Linked DNA regions of Anas platyrhynchos: region 2 is linked to region 1. Evidence: chromatin contacts called from public Hi-C data. All regions are on one chromosome and are shown on one strand. The core of a region is the stretch at or near the end of the contact, and the rest is flanking DNA. Distances in the headings are between cores, read along the strand shown.

Evidence for each region. A called contact is a pair of places that touch in the nucleus more often than the background predicts.
Region 2: a contact with region 1 is called in a Hi-C map of liver, with 2.4 times the contacts expected there. The contact joins two enhancer-like sites. A contact is called at or near these places in 2 of 8 Hi-C or Micro-C datasets (liver and skeletal muscle).

The regions. Positions count from the first base shown.
Region 1 is chr1:92,370,718-92,375,198 of IASCAAS_PekinDuck_T2T, reverse strand. LOC101802274 (myosin-7) reads left to right here. Exons shown (of 43, transcript XM_027449464.3): 8 at 630-650; 9 at 1,280-1,372; 10 at 2,365-2,428; 11 at 2,555-2,653. Among named protein-coding and RNA genes, the nearest start is that of CIP2A, 59 kb to the left of the region's middle. Within about 2 kb of position 2,193, at least 3 of the 8 cell types and tissues checked have an H3K27ac peak or open chromatin away from gene starts, as enhancers often do.
Region 2 is chr1:92,410,872-92,415,352 of IASCAAS_PekinDuck_T2T, reverse strand. CIP2A (cellular inhibitor of PP2A) reads left to right here. Exons shown (of 21, transcript XM_027449462.3): 14 at 740-932; 15 at 2,766-2,840; 16 at 2,924-3,034; 17 at 3,313-3,509. Among named protein-coding and RNA genes, the nearest start is that of CIP2A, 19 kb to the left of the region's middle. Within about 2 kb of position 1,937, at least 3 of the 8 cell types and tissues checked have an H3K27ac peak or open chromatin away from gene starts, as enhancers often do.

The DNA of each region.
Region 1 (4,481 bases), core at 944-3,443:
CCTCAGATTCCGTTTGCTCACCTCATGTTCCAAAAATATAATGTGCATTCATCTGAAGTCTGCAAAGTTCTCTTAGGAAATGACTGAGTGGTCCAGAGTCAGCCTTGTATGTGCAATTACATTGATGCTCATAATGGCATCAGAAATCTGGCATGCTCATGAAAAAAAATGTGCAAATAACAGATATTGCAGCTGGAAGACTTTGTCCATGTAACTTCTCAGCTGAGGTCACATTTTATCTTCAACATCTCAGCCCTTGTTTCTAATAATCTGAGAATTCACGTGCAGCACAATCTGATTGTCTAAAACTTTCCTGTTTGCATTTACATTCTTTTATCCTTACCATCTGGTACTTGCTTGTTTTCTCTGTCTGGTTTGTTAATCTTGTGGTTCCTTCTGGAACACCTCTGGAGCAAAACCAGGCATATGCTTGGAGTAGGGAGTTAAAATAATGAGCTGGATAGGAGCAGCACTTGGCTATTTTGTGATGTGTGGTGAATGCTAAATAAGATTTCAGAAATTCCTGCTAGTATGTTGGCCCCAACTCGATGTCTAACCTTGCCAATGTTTATATCCTGTGATGTCCTTTTTGTAAGTACTCACTTTTTTTTTTTACTGTCTTTTGACAGCAACCAGCTACCAAAACTGGGGTAAGTATTCAGCTTTGTTTGTTTGTTTGTTCTTTGTTTTGTTTTTTTACCTTTACCATGTGAAGATGGTACTCAGCTCTGTCATTCCATCCATGAACCTCAGCATCTTGCTTTGCGTGGTTCCCCTATTGAAGTGTTCCCCGAAGCCAAGGCAGTTGTAGTTTTCTTTAGCAAACTGAAGTTTGTGCAAGTGGTGGTTAATGCTTTCTCGTTTCCAAAAATTCTAGACACTAAAAGCTCTGAGTGCTTTAAAAATTAATGCATTTCACTGCAGTGCTTGTCACTGTCTTCAGTAGCCCCTCTCCTACACATATGCACTTGGATGTCCCCAGCGACTTCTCAATACACGGAAAGATATGGTGATTTCATCTGCATGCAGATGGCATACATTGTCAAATCTACAAAGCAAAACAGCAGAGAGCCACTGAACATTTGAGGCATTTTAAGCATTCCTAGTTGGCTGCCAATTCTGCTGTTAAACCACTCCATGCTGTGCCAACCCTCGGGTGGAGCTAAGCTGTTTTCCTTGGGAGGCTTCTCTCTATGAGTGAACGCATGCCTGAGTTAGAGTTACCGTATGAGTTTGTGGCCTGTAGGTTTCTCAATAGTATTGCAACCTTGATTTCTAGGGAACCTTGGAGGATCAAATCATTCAAGCAAACCCAGCTCTAGAAGCTTTTGGAAATGCCAAAACCCTGAGAAATGACAACTCGTCACGTTTTGTAAGTCTGTAATGCAGCATAATAATATCGTCATTAACAATGCCACTTGGTAACATCTCTGTAATAATTATTTCATAAATTGCTTCTCATTTTGTCCACTAAAATGGTTGGGCTTCTTCACAAGGAAGGAATAACAAAGTAGGATCTGTCTAGGAAAAACTATTGGAGGGATTAACGAGGAAAAAAGAGAGATTGATCCACCTTGAATAGTTGTTTAAACAATTCCATGAGCAGAAACCAAGAAAAGCCTCGCTTTATGAAGCCCTTCACATCACAGAATTTTAAACAGCAATGGCAGATTCTCCCCAAGACTGCTTCTGCTGCATAGCCTTATTGTCCTACCGTTTTCCACCAGCCCAAGTCATCCACCCTCTCTACAATACCTCTACTTTGTCATGTGTCAGAGATGTACCACAATCCCTGCTCCCTCCCACATCTTCTCCTTCTGCAGACCCATACAGAGAGCAGTTCTGCTTTGACCCATGCCATCTACTTTTTTTTTGTTTGTCTCAATAAACTGTCCCTGCTTGTTTCTCTTGTTTCTTAGTGCTGTCATGAGCTTGGGCCTCTCTCTCTGTTTTCATTAGACCTGTAAATTATAAGTCAGGACTACAAATGAGAGGGAGTCACTACACACATGCATGGACACAGACATCTGTGTCTCATGTTCAGGTTTATTGGATTATTACTTTGAGTCCCACATTCCTGTAAAGCTGTAACATGAAACTGGAAGCCACATGCTTTCCCATATCTCAGCCTGGTATAATAGTACACGGTTATCCTTTCCCCACAAGCTGATTAAAGAGCTGTAGATACAGACTCGGGCTGCTTAAGAAACTGTTATATCATTGTTTGGTATTTCTCATTGAAAATGACCCTGTGCAAAGCCAAGTAGTTACAATAAACTGATTCTTTGAACCAAATGATCACCTTCAAGTTTTCCTCTCTGTATACTGTATGCACTAATTAGAATATTTTTCTCTGGGGTTTAGGGTAAATTTATCCGAATCCACTTTGGAACCACAGGCAAACTGTCATCTGCTGATATTGAGATTTGTAAGCAGCAAATTCTTTTTTTTCTCTCTTTTTTTTTTTTTTTTCTTTTTAAAGTAATTAAAAGTACAATTCCTCATCTGAAAGCTTGGAGAACCTTACTCACTGAATTTTTCTTTGTGAAACCAGATTTACTGGAGAAATCCCGAGTGATTTTCCAGCAACCAGGTGAAAGAGACTATCACATCTTCTACCAAATCCTGTCAGGAAAGAAACCAGAGTTACTAGGTAAGTGTTTAATGGATACGCAGCCTTTAAGAACCAGCCTTTCTCTGAAGCAGCTTAAGAGGGGGTAGGGAGCAAAGATGTGTTCAGAAAGTCTCTTTCACTGATGCAAGTACCCAATAAAGTGATGTGATTTAAGGTATTAGAATAAGGGAATTAGGTTTGGATGTGACTTCTAAAATGTAGCATTATAAAGCCAAAAACCGTCATATTGAATCTGTGTAATTCAAGCTCTCAAAACATCTGGAAAAAAATCTATGCCTTTAAAAGCATTTATGGCAATAAAACTTTGATCATGATTTTTGTTTTTTTCTGTGTGTGTGTGAGGAGATTTGCTTATATATCCATGAAGAAAAACTATTTCCCTCTTCCTGTCCCAAATGGGCATAGTATCCTAGCACAACTCATAGAAAAGGAGAATATGCACGGCTGCTTGGCAATCTCCCCTGTCAAGTTTCCCCTGGCTGAAGGCAGTCCCATAGACTGCTGGAGAAGAGCAGAGAGCAGATGAGGTCTCCTTGCTCCTATCTCCTAATGCTTTAAATAGAGCCTTCACTAATCATTAAAGTGATGTGGCTAGCTGACTTTTGTTTGTCCTCTAAGAAACATATTCTATAAAACACGTTGAAGAGTCACTCTGTTGCTATGCTGAACTCCTGTTAAGCTGTAGCAATCATAATCTGTTTTGAAGTCTTATCCTGACAGTGTGTGGTCAAGTCCCTAACCCTCTTAACTTTTATGTGGTCTAATGACAATTATGGGAAAGATTTCAAGGAAGCATTGCACTGAGATTCCTCTGTGAATCCCTGTGCTGGGAAAATATGGTCCTTCTCATAAACTGTCTGTATATTCCACAAACAGCATTCACCTTTCTGGCCAGGAGGGGCATGTTTACAGGCTTTTAAAGAGTCTGAAACCAATGGTGGCTTTGCTTTGTAGACAAGAAATGTACATCTTTGTACATCAATACATAGTTCTCTAAATATAGATAAATATATGTGTTATGTGTATATTTATAAGTGATTGCGTAAAATAGTGACTACAGAGCAAAGTAACATGTAGACGTGGAGAATATGACTTTATATATACATAATAACAGATGAATAAAGAGAGAGAGATTTACACACACACTTAGATATGTACTTCTGCTCTACTCTGTACTGGTGAGACCTCACCTTGAGTACTGTGTGTGGTTTTGGGAGCCACAATATTAGAAGGACATAAAACTATTAGCATCCAAAGGAAGGTTACAAAGACGGTGAAGGGTCTAGAGGGCAAGACAGTATGAGGAGTAGCTGAGGGCCCTTGGTTTGCTTAGCCCCGAGCAGAGCAGGCTAAGGGGAGGCCTCATGGCAGCCTGCAGCTCCCTCAGGAGGGGAGCGGAGGGGCAGGCGCTGAGCTCTGCTCTCTGGGGACAGCGACAGGATCCGAGGGAACGGCATGGAGCTGGGACAGGGGAGGGTCAGGCTGGGGGTTAGGGAAAGGGTCTGCACCCAGAGGGTGCTCAGGCGCTGGGACAGGCTCCCAGGGCAGTGGTCACGGCACTGAGCCTGACAGAGTTCAGCGCTTTGGACAACACTTTGAGACACAAACTCTGATTTTGGGGTGGTCCTGTGTGGAGCCAGGAGTTGGACCTGATGATCCTTGTGGGTCCCTTCCAACTCAGGCTATTCTGTGTGTGTGTGTGTGTGTGTGTGTGTGTGTGTAAATAAAACATTGACATCTAGCTTGGTCAAAGCTTGGTCTGCTGAATCCAGGTGAAACTTTCTGTGAATTCAAGGAAGCAAGACTCTCTGTGAAGTATTGCAGCCTTCTAGCTTTCTAGAAAATA
Region 2 (4,481 bases), core at 688-3,187, 40 kb before region 1:
GTTAGATGTTAGGAAGAATTTCTTTACTGAAAGGGTTGTTAGACATTGGAACAGGCTGCCCAGGGAGGTGGTTGAGTCACCATCCCTGGAAGTCTTCAAAAGACGTTTAGATGTAGAACTTAGGGATATGGTTTAGTGGGGACTGTTAGTGTTAGGTCAGAGGTTGGACTCGATGATCTTGAGGTCTCTTCCAACCTAGAGATTCTGTGATTCTGTGATTCAATATAATATTGTGAAATACCATCACAGAGGAGAAAAACTAAAATTTACTGTTAACACTCTTGCCTTTTGATGATTCAATCTTATTTTCATTCCTGATAAAAACAAAATCATTCTTACTAAATACCTTCTCGATCTTCCTACTGACAAACAGTGGCACAGTTATGCTGTTTTGCATGTCATTATTCAACTTGTTTCTTGGGCTAATAAGACACAGATGATCTGTTTTGCTCAAGAGAGCTGAACAACATGCATTTTCTGGTGAGGTACTGTACTTGTTTCTAACAGTTAACCTTAATAGGCTTTTAAGTTTTTCCTTCTACTTTCAGTATCTCTAGACAGTGTGGGCACATATCTGGAACCACATCTTAATGTTGGGTGATAATGCAAATGTAACTGTTCCAGTAGTCTGTCTTTTCAATGAAAAAAGTTAATTAGGCTGTGAAATTGTTTTCTTCTTCAGTCCTTGCAGCAGTACTTGTAGCAGCTTGTTTCATTAATATCATTTATGTTTATACAGACTCGGTGAAAGTATTGCTGCAAATAATGCTTACAGACAGCAAGAAACAGAGCACGCATCAAAAAGAATCCAAATGCAGTCACCCGTGACCAGCGTTACACCGAGAAGTTCTTTGTCTTGTTCTAAAGGTGATGATGAATCCACGACTTCAAATATTCAGGAATTAATTCAGAAACTTCATTCGGGACTAGAGGTTAGTAAAATTTGCGTACTTTTCCTAAATAATTGACTTTTTCAATTACTAAGGAAAAATAAAAACCTTAACCTCCATGTGTCAGGTTACAGTGCTTGTATCAGCTGAGCTCAATTTACTTTCCTACCTTGTAAAAATCTGCTCCTTTTACTGAGTTCCTGAGTGAAATTCAATGATGATGCTTTGAGCAGTATCAGAAGCTGGGCTGCTTGTTTAAATCCATTCTTCTGGTTCGGTTTCCCATGCTCTTCCCTCTGTCAGAGGTGGACACAGATCTCAGATATAGTTGTGAATTACTAGACTTGCTGAGACGTACAAGGAGCTGCCTTACCCGGAGTTTCCTTACCCCTTTATAAGAAGTAACCTGTGATGAAATAAAGATGATTATGTTGCTTTATAAGAATATGGTGCGTGTCTTGTACGTCTAAACAGGCACACAAGCATTTACATTTTCTTGCCTGTAGCTGTATCTTGAGCATTTCAAGTTGAATTTTTGTGGCCTCCTTGGAAAGGCAGCATTATTACTTCAGAAGGAAGCTTTTTACTTCTGTGCAGCAGCGTGCATTGTAAAGGAGACACTCAAACAGGCACCATGTATGGTGCACATCTTTGGGTATATACTGAACGTATTTCCTTTTTCTCTTTTCTGTTCAATGCAAGGTAGTAGTTGTTCTGTAGCCACTTTAGACTGAGTGAAGGATTGTTGCCTATGTTTTCCTTTGACTCAAAAGAACAGTATGCAAACAGCAAAAAACTGAACAGAATGTGCCTGATAATGGCTCGCCAGCTGTATTAGTGGCATTGCCTCCAGCCTTAGCTTTGCAACCCTCCTCTCTGTCACAACTGAAAAGAATAAAATTCAGCAAGCCACCAATCAGCTGCTGGAATAATATTGTATGAAAAAAAAGTCAAGTGACACTTCATTGGTTTCATTCTTACTCTGCCACTGGATATTCCTGTTGATCATCCTCTTCAGGACTGCATGTGACGGTCTGTGAGTGTGCTGCTGAGTATCTAGTAATGTAAGTCAGAGCAGCAGCAGTGCCTAACAGCACTAGTGTAGCAGCTTCCAGTAATGTGACAGTTGGTGCAGCTCTGATTTTTGAGGGAGGGAAAACATTACTAATATTCAGTGAATCTTTTGTTAGACCTTCTAGTAAGTAGAATTTTCCTTTAAAAGTGCATTAGTTAAAAATCTGTATACACAATCGCCTAAAACACCTGGTAGTTCATCTCTGTGTGTTCCGTATGTTGTGTGAAGCTCAACTGTGTGCGGAAACATTTTGAACACTTTTAATAGTACTGCTGTACAGAGAAAGCAAATGGAGCTTACAGAAGCTTTTCTTAGAGTTTGTGTCCTTCTAGATATTACTACAGCTTTGCAAGCAGGAAAAGGAACTACTGGTTTCCTGTTTTAAGGACAGGAAAGCAAGCTGGGAACTGGTGCTAGCTATGTGGGGGTTGTTAATATGCCAAAAAAAATGTATGTAATGGTTCAAAATGGTGCAGAGATTATACCTTTTTAGTAATTGTTTTTTGCACGAACAGCAGAAGGAACTTGCACTTAGTCATGCATCAGCATATATGAACACCTGTTCAAAATTGGCAGTATAGTAGCAGAACTGCCTAAGAAATGTATCCTAAAATCGTCAAGTAACATTCTTACTTGACTCAAACATAGTTTAATGAACAATTAAGATCTGTAGGGCCATATGTGCTTAGTAAACAGAAAAAGGAGAGAAAGCTCACAAAACTACCAAGCTCTTTTAGACACATTATCTGTTGAAGTAAATACAAATTTACAGTAGCAGTAATTGCAAAACATTTCCACAGATGAAGGAGCCAATCACTGATATGAGGATATCTGAACTAATGGATGTCTATGAACAGAAGCTGGCATCGTTAGCTGTGAGTACAACCTAATGTGTAGGGGTAAAATGCTGTCTGTAGATTCAGGGAATGTTAATACATGAATGTTCATCTTTGCACAGTCTAAAGAATCTAGGCTGCAAGACCTTTTGGAAGCAAAAGCTCAGGCTCTGGCTCAGGCTGATCGGCTGATGGCCCAGTACCGATGCCAGAGGGCCCAGGCTGAGTCCGAGGTGAGTAACAGGAGTCTCTGGGACTTTGGGGTGGGGTGGAGTAATAATTGTCTGGGCAGCTTTAACTGTATTTGCACATGCGGAAACTTTATCTTGCTTAGTTAACCTATGCTTACAAATGAGGACAGTATTAATTTTCATGATAACAATCCAGAAGAAAACAGGATGTTTCTTTGGACCAGTTTCTGTAATGTCTTTTAATATTCCTACTAAAACATGACTTATAAAACAGAATTGCTTGTAACTGCATTTTTTTTGGTGGGGTTTTCTCCTCAAAGGCAAGAACTCTTGCTGCAATGTTGAAGGATGCAGAACGAAAAAATGAAGAACTTAATGCTTTGCTGAAAGCTCAGCAGATAGAATCTGAAAAGGCACAGACTGATATCGAGCAGCTTTTTCAACACAACAGGAAACTGCAAACAGTTGCTGAGGAACATGAAATACTGAAAAAATCTTCTGTTGATCTTCTTCAGAGGTAAGATGCTTAGGATTTCTAAGCAAATACTTCATAGTCAATCGATGTGACAAAACCCTGTTCTGGGTTAGCTAAGCATGTTAGAAGGGCAACATTACATGATACTTCATGGTTTTAAGTAAAAAGTACTTTTCTCTTTGTATGCCCGCAGATCAGGTTACAGTATGTCATTCAAGAAGTTAATATGCTAAACGGAGTGAGAAGTGAAAACGTAGTTGTTGAAGGCCCCAGCTCAGGAAATGGTGGGAAACTTTGGGCATTGTCGTCTAAAACAAACTGACAATGCTTAATTTGTGACGGTGTTACACCATACTCTCAGCTTCTTTCTTTGATCTTATATACTGTCTATTTTGAGCTTGCATCTTTGATCACTTGTGTAGCAAATAACTGAAATGAGGTTAAAGCAATGTAGAGAGAGAGGCAGTACCTTGTGTGTTCCAAATTATTTACAGACATTATTCCTTTAGGCTCTTAAGGCTGAAATAAAACCAAAAACCACATAGGACACGTGAGAGAAAAAGTACATAGGGATAGAAATTAGTTATGGAAGAAAACAAATGTGCTTTGGAAGAATAAAGGCTTAAAATACTCATGGTGTTACAAACTCACATGCATCAGTTTTGTCACTAGGTGTCAGCAAGGCAAAGAAGCTGATAAAATTGAGAGCAAGTTGGTTGTTTAATAACAGACTCAGAAGTTATATCAGAAATTTTGAAGGTATATCGCCGCCAATAAGGGAAGTAATTGAAGGAGGAAAAATGTACACGATTTCTCAATTATGACTTTCCTTGAGTAAACATCTGTGGCCAGTGTGGAAGTACCTACTTTTTTGCTTGAGTTGTATGTAGCTATATCCTTTATGAGTGTGCATTTGACTAATCTGTGTAGAATAAAGCATCTTCAGTCTGTTATGTAACAGCTATAAATTCCCCAAAGTAGGAATAAAATAACTTACTGATTGTTATACTGTTT